Linked DNA regions of Zea mays: region 2 is linked to region 1. A link is a contact called in public Hi-C data. All regions are on one chromosome and are shown on one strand. Each heading gives the region's core, a stretch centred on a gene start, on an enhancer-like site or on the middle of the called end of the contact. The rest is flanking DNA. Distances are from core to core; before and after follow the strand shown. Region 1 holds the start of LOC100275453. Region 2 holds the start of LOC100274450.

Evidence for each region. Hi-C and Micro-C count contacts between places; a contact is called where the count stands out from the background.
Region 2: a contact with region 1 is called in a Hi-C map of tassel, with 5 times the contacts expected there. The contact joins the promoter of LOC100274450 here to the promoter of LOC100275453 in region 1. A contact is called at or near these places in 2 of 25 Hi-C or Micro-C datasets (ear and tassel).

The regions. Positions count from the first base shown.
Region 1 is chr4:199,512,675-199,515,818 of Zm-B73-REFERENCE-NAM-5.0, forward strand. It overlaps LOC100275453, which reads right to left and starts at 1,519. Exons shown (of 7, transcript XR_004857919.1): 1 at 1,111-1,519; 2 at 1-463. It overlaps LOC100274463 (putative protein S-acyltransferase 7), which reads right to left. Exons shown (of 5, transcript NM_001148822.1): 4 at 2,803-3,036; 5 at 2,032-2,704. The coding sequence ends at 2,261.
Region 2 is chr4:199,898,498-199,901,641 of Zm-B73-REFERENCE-NAM-5.0, forward strand. LOC100274450 reads left to right here and starts at 1,487. Exons shown (of 8, transcript NM_001148809.1): 1 at 1,487-1,746; 2 at 2,511-2,620; 3 at 2,826-3,035; 4 at 3,113-3,144. The coding sequence starts at 1,713.

The DNA.
Region 1 (3,144 bases), core at 269-2,768:
AAACCAAGCCAAGTTTGACAGAAAGGGAATGAAGCTGGGCACCAACAGAAACAGATGGGAGGCGGGCAGTGGCATAGAAAGCAATGTTGAGGGAGTAGCTATCGAGGGTCATACATCCAGAATGGCGTAGCAGGGCGAGTAAATCGAGGGATAGAGATGGGAAATGCCCCAAAGAGAGAGATCGGAGGACAGAGTGGACAAGGGGGAGCTTGAGGAGAAGACCTGAAACAATTGACTGGGAGAGGAGGAGGGGAATATGGCAATGGGAGAGTCGTGGGATTAAAATTGAAAGGGCATATTTGTGTTCAGGAAAAGAGCTTTTGGCAATGCAGAAGGCTTTTGACTTCCCAACAAATATTTGTGAAGGTGCACCCATTAAAGCCAATGGAGTTGACAAGCGATCTGTTGCTGCAGGCAAGCACGCGCTTGGAGGATATGGGGAACTGTCACCCAACACTGAAACCTACATTGCAAAGGAACCCGACATGAGAGACCAATACATCATGTCTTGCTGAGTTTTCAGACAGTTAGCTATTTTTCAATACGTATCACGGCCAAACACTTCAGGTCCAATGCACAGGAACTCTGCGTTTTTATAGCTTGGCAATAATTAACAGCAGTAGTTTGTGACTCTATGGTGGACTGGTGGAGCGGCACGCCGGCACTCAAATGGACCGGCGTAGCCGCGTAGTCAGGAATTTGTGAAGCTGAGGGAAAAATTCAAGTATCCACAGCAGCAGCCATGACAAGTTTGGCCATCTGGGGATCCAGAAATGGCACATCATGTTTGAGGAACTCAGAGTGATCTTGCGATAGTTCCTTGGCGTTGAAGAAGCAGCATTTCTGGATGGCTGGTTTTCGACAGGAAACAGAGCAGCGTAGGAATCAAACTATCACAAAGTGAGCATGCGCACGCGCAGCTGCTCACAGCGGCCGGCGGCTCGGCAGACGGCAGGCACTGCACGGGCTCACGCCTCACAGAGAAAGCAACAAATCCGGCGCCGCTCACTCGCTGCCCCGACCCGCAGATTAGCGAGGGCCAGACGAGCTGGTGAATCGAACAGAACGCTAGCAGCGAGACGTTGAGAGAGAGGGGGAGGAGGTGCCTACCTCAGGTCCTCCCTTCCTCCGAGGCGAGGGGCTCCGGTCCTCCCTGCCCCCGAGGCGACGAGCTCGCCTGCCTGGTCGCCGTTTGTCGGCCTTGCCAAGCGCCGCCGCAAGCAGCGTCGGAACTGCCAGGCTACTAGCAGATAATGGGCTACGAGCTAGCTGGGTCTTGTCCCGTAAGTAAATAAGCCAGCCCAAAACTTTCGAAGACCACCAATGTCACCACGCTGCGCTCGTCGGTTTGGACTTTGGAATTCAGCAAGGCGGGGCGGGGGACGGTGAAGGTTCGGCGGGCCGCGGGCCGCGGGCGTGAACCCTGGGCGGCTGGGCAGGTGCGGTGCGGTGCACTCCTGGGCACAGCGTCGCGTGCGGCAGCGGTGGGCGGAGACCGACTGAGAGTGAGCTCACCTGTTCGTTGTCGTGGCGAGCTTGCATTGGCTGGCTGGCTCGTAGACCATAGCGAAGCCTTTCAAACGACGGCGTCGCAGCATGACAAAGATTTCAGAACACGATAGACCTCTACATTTTGCACAAAATGAAAGAGGAATTGAAAATGAAGTAGTGTTATGCCAAAAAAAAAAGTTCAAACCTACAATTGATACTGTTTATTGATAAAATAAGACCCTATTTTAATGTACTATTGTTAATAGTTAGCTGTTAAAATTATCTAAATAATTGATTTTACCTAAGTTGCATGAGAATCAGAGGGGTTAATGTAGATTAAATCTCTTCCTATTCAATTTTCAGTAACAAATGATTTAATTCCCTTCAATCCACCCTTATCTGAACAATATCTAAAGATTTAGCGCAAAAGTGCAGAAATTTGATCGCTTAAATGAATGCATAGCCAAGTTAAATCAACAGATTACACCTTCAACAAAATCAGAAGCAACACTGCCACACCACACATCCAATACATCACATAGACTAAGAAGTCCAAACCAGATGTGGATTCATCATTTCTATATCGTCAAGGAACATCTTTCACTTCTAACTCAAGTCTTGGCTAGAAATGACACCCAAAACAAACTAACCAATGCCTGATTCACTCTACCGTCCGTTTTGTCCTACTTCACTTTCTTCTTTGCAAGCTTTTACCAAGTTTGGGGCCTGGAGGAAGGCCGAAGAGGTGGTTTGTGACGTGGGAAACTTCCTACGAATCATCATTTGTCCGCCGCTCAATCTTTTTCCTCTCACTGAGCCCACCTTCCATGCCAAACTCTTCTGCGAACGCCTCTATGTCAGGTGACATCTCAGAGCAGCCCTTCCGGCCGACAAAATGCGGCGGCTCGGTGCCACATCTCTCCAGCCCCATAGCACTGCCGATCTGGCTGTGCAAGTCTTCAAAGTCCTCTGCGGCCACCGCTTGCCTTTTCATGCCCATCTCAAGGTCCACGCTCGTCTTGGGTGGGCTTAGAACCCGTCCCATACTGAGGGATGACGCGAAGGTCGAAGAATCGGCCTTAACTTTTGCTCTGAAATCGTGTTTTGAGCTGGGTATCCTTGAAAACAAGACGTCGATGAAATTCTGACCCACTCCAAGGTTGTAAGGATTTGTTCTCCGGTCATAGCGGTATCTGAAGTTCTCATAAGTAGTCTGAAAAACGTTTTTTTCATGAGATTTCAATCTGCTAGCTTGCTAATAAACTGCAAAGCAAATTAAATGTTACTCCAGTTACTCAAGAATAGTCTTACCTGATTTGTAGAAATCAAATAGATGTGGAATGAGGTCAATCCTCCTACAAACCACACAGCAATAAATGTGTATAGGATGAGAAGACCGGAGATAGGAGACTTCAAAAGAGCTCTACCAATTTTGCATTGATGCGTGTCCATAATTCTCCTGAGATTGACCCAGCAGAATGCAAACACGTATATGCATAGTACAGTAGTTGAAGACACAAACATGAAGAAGAATCGGTAATTCCTCTGCAAGAAAACAGAATACGGGGCATGATGAGTAACATCCACAGTTAGAATTAAATAGTCAAGGATCCATATTGCGAGCACCATTGGGAGAAAACATAAACTGCACAT
Region 2 (3,144 bases), core at 237-2,736, 390 kb after region 1:
CCAAACACAGATTGTTATGGATTGAACCCGTTCCAACCCATTTCAACCCGCTAACTAAGGGTATGTTTGGTTGGGTTGTGGCTGTGAAAAAAGCTGTTGTGGGCTGTGAGCTATGGAAAAAGCTGCTGTGGGCTGTGAACTGTTAAAAAGCTAAAAACTGTTATGTGGAAACCACTAAAAGCCGTTAAAAGTTCTTCGATATATGTTTTCACAGTTCCATCCAAAAGCCACTAAAAACAGGTCAAGAGATGATTTCAGTTTTGCACTGCGAGAAAGTCAGCTTTTAGAAAAAGCTGCTTTCTGGATCCAACCCTTTGGTTTGGCTTTTGGCTTATAGGGAGAAAAAGTCAAAGCCAAAAGCTAAACCAAACACACCCTAAACACACGTTTACTATGCCTTAGTGCCTTAGAGAGAGGCAGGCGAGGCTAGGGATGGCAACGGGTTTAAAACCCGCGGGTATAGAGATTACAAACCCGTACCCGCGAGATTAATGTTAAACCCGTACCCGCTACCCGCGACGAGTAGCGTATGTTACCCAAACCCACTACCCGCGGGTTTATGGCACCCGCGGGTACACCCGCGGGCACAATACCCACAAGTTGTCATATTATATATATACATACATATATACATACATACATACATATATATATATATATATATATATACATATATATACATACATACATACACATACATATATATACATACATATATACACATATACACACACACATATATATATATATATATATATATATATATATATATATATATATATATATATATATACATATACATACATACATATATATATACACACACGCGCGGGTATGCGGGTTTGCAGGCACGGGTACAACATTTTCATACCCACGAGAAAAAACCCGTCGGGTTGAGAATCAAACCCGTACCCGTACCCACGGGTATAAACTCACACCCAAACCCGCACCCTATAGGGTTTTTACCTGCGGGCACGCGGATAAAATGTGCCCGTTGCCATCCCTAGGCGAGGCGAGGCGGTAGGCGTAGGCATTGCAGCCGCGACAGTAATTAGGACGAGATAAAGCCCCCGTTTGTTTCGGCTTTTCGCAGCTTCTGGCCACCAAAAGCTGTTGCGGACTGCCAAACACTCAGCTTTTCAGCCAGCTTCTATAAAATTCGTTTGAGTAAAAATCATTCAAAATCAATATAAACATATAATTGGTTGAGTCGTCGCAATAGTAGTAATCCATCATTTTATAGATCCTGAGCTCCATGGATAACTTTATCTTCCTTCGTACGTAATCCTAATGATACTCAGATTCTCTATACAGCCAGATTCTTCTCACAACTAGATTATCGGAAAAGCCGGTAAAAAAAATCTGAACCAAACAGTCTAAATGGGCGCAATATGGCAAACATGCCATATGCGCCTCGGCCCGTTGCTCCGTTCTGAGTTGCCCCCGATCCGGCCCACCTACGTGTTCCAGCTCACCTCCCGAGTCCCGACGACCGCTTCGTGCCTTCGTTTCGTCCGTCCCCTAGTCCCTACGACCCTACTCCCTCCCGCACGCCACCGCCCACCAGCGCCGCCGAGGGGCAAGGCCGAACCTTTCTCCGTTCGCCGAGGCGGAGCACGCCCTTCCAGGCCAGCTTCCACCGGAGCAAGAGCTAAGTCGCCTCGAATTCTTCCCAGCTAGTAGCGTGTGCCGTACCCCGTCGCTCAACCGGGATGGCGTCGAGTGGGGATCCGCCCGGATCTGCTGGTGAGCGCGCGCTCTCTCTCGCTCGCTTGTGTTGTATTCTACTCTGTTCCGATCTTTGTTGTGCTTGGAGAATCGAGCCCGCATCTTCCTCTGTGGATCGACCTGCTGCAGTTCATCCAGTCAGTTGGGGTTTTGTTTGCTGTGTCTGGTACAGTGCTACTCCAATCTGCTTGTCCATGCCATGGTTCGGACCTTGCGCGAGCTCGATCTTAGTGTTAGGGTGTTTGTTAGGTGAATTACTGCTGCCGCTAGCAGTCTGTCTGCCGAAAATCGGAGGATCAGTTGTACCCTCACGCCCTACTTAAGTCCACCTCTGCACGCAAGGGATGTCAATGGCATTAGTTTTGTAGCTTCTGCAATTGATCGATGAGAATTTGCTAATTCGTTTGGCTGCCCACTGGTGGGCCGGAGTAGGAAATATAAGTGGCCTCTTCAACTCAATTTGTCTGTTAAATTCCTAATGTGTTAGGTTTCTGGGGGAATTCTAGTGTTTACAGGTGTCGAATCTGGTGTGTTTGACCAGATTTCTGGTGCATTTGACTGGATTACTTTGGTCTGCCTTATCTTTTTGAAACATATAGGTAGTGTCCTTCCATTCTAATAAGGTTAAAGAAGTTCAATGGTATCATGTTGACTCAACTACGGATTATTTATGAACGCACCAAACTGTTGTTCAGTTTCTTTCAATGGCTTTCATTTTGCTTTGGTGTCATAGTTAATTACCACATGACATGTGTTTTTGTCTGCATCGTTTTATTTTGCAGATGAGAAGAAAACTCCAAAATCCGAAGGGTCTTCCGACGAACGTCAAGGGCTTCCTCCAGCAGGCTTTTCAAATCCTTTTGATTTTGGTTCTATGCAAAGTTTGCTCAATGTATGCCCCTCTATGGCTATATAAAATCTGTAGTACATAATGATCTTCCTAATTACTTTTACAGGATCATGTTGTTCACTGAGTCACTATCAATGCATTATTGTAGTTTTACATGCTTGCACTCTAGCTTTATCAGAATCTGCATTACCTTTCATTTAATGGACCCTTTGCAGGTTGCTTCAAAGTTTACCCTTGTTATGTGCAGGATCCATCTATTAAGGAGATGGCAGATCAAATTGCAAGGGATCCTGCATTCAACCGGATGGCTGAGCAGCTACAGAGAAGTGCTCAAAGCACAGGAGAACAGGGCACACCTCCATTAAATCCTCAACAATACATGGAAACAATGCAAAAGGTCATGGAAAACCCCCAGTTTATGACCATGGCAGAGCGTCTGGGGAATGCTCTTATGCAGGTGCCATTGGAAAACTCCTGGCTGGTTTCCATTGCCTTATTTGTCTATCAGTCCTAAGTGTCAGTTATTTGGCTCAGGATCCTGCTATGTCCAGTATGCTGGAAACCTT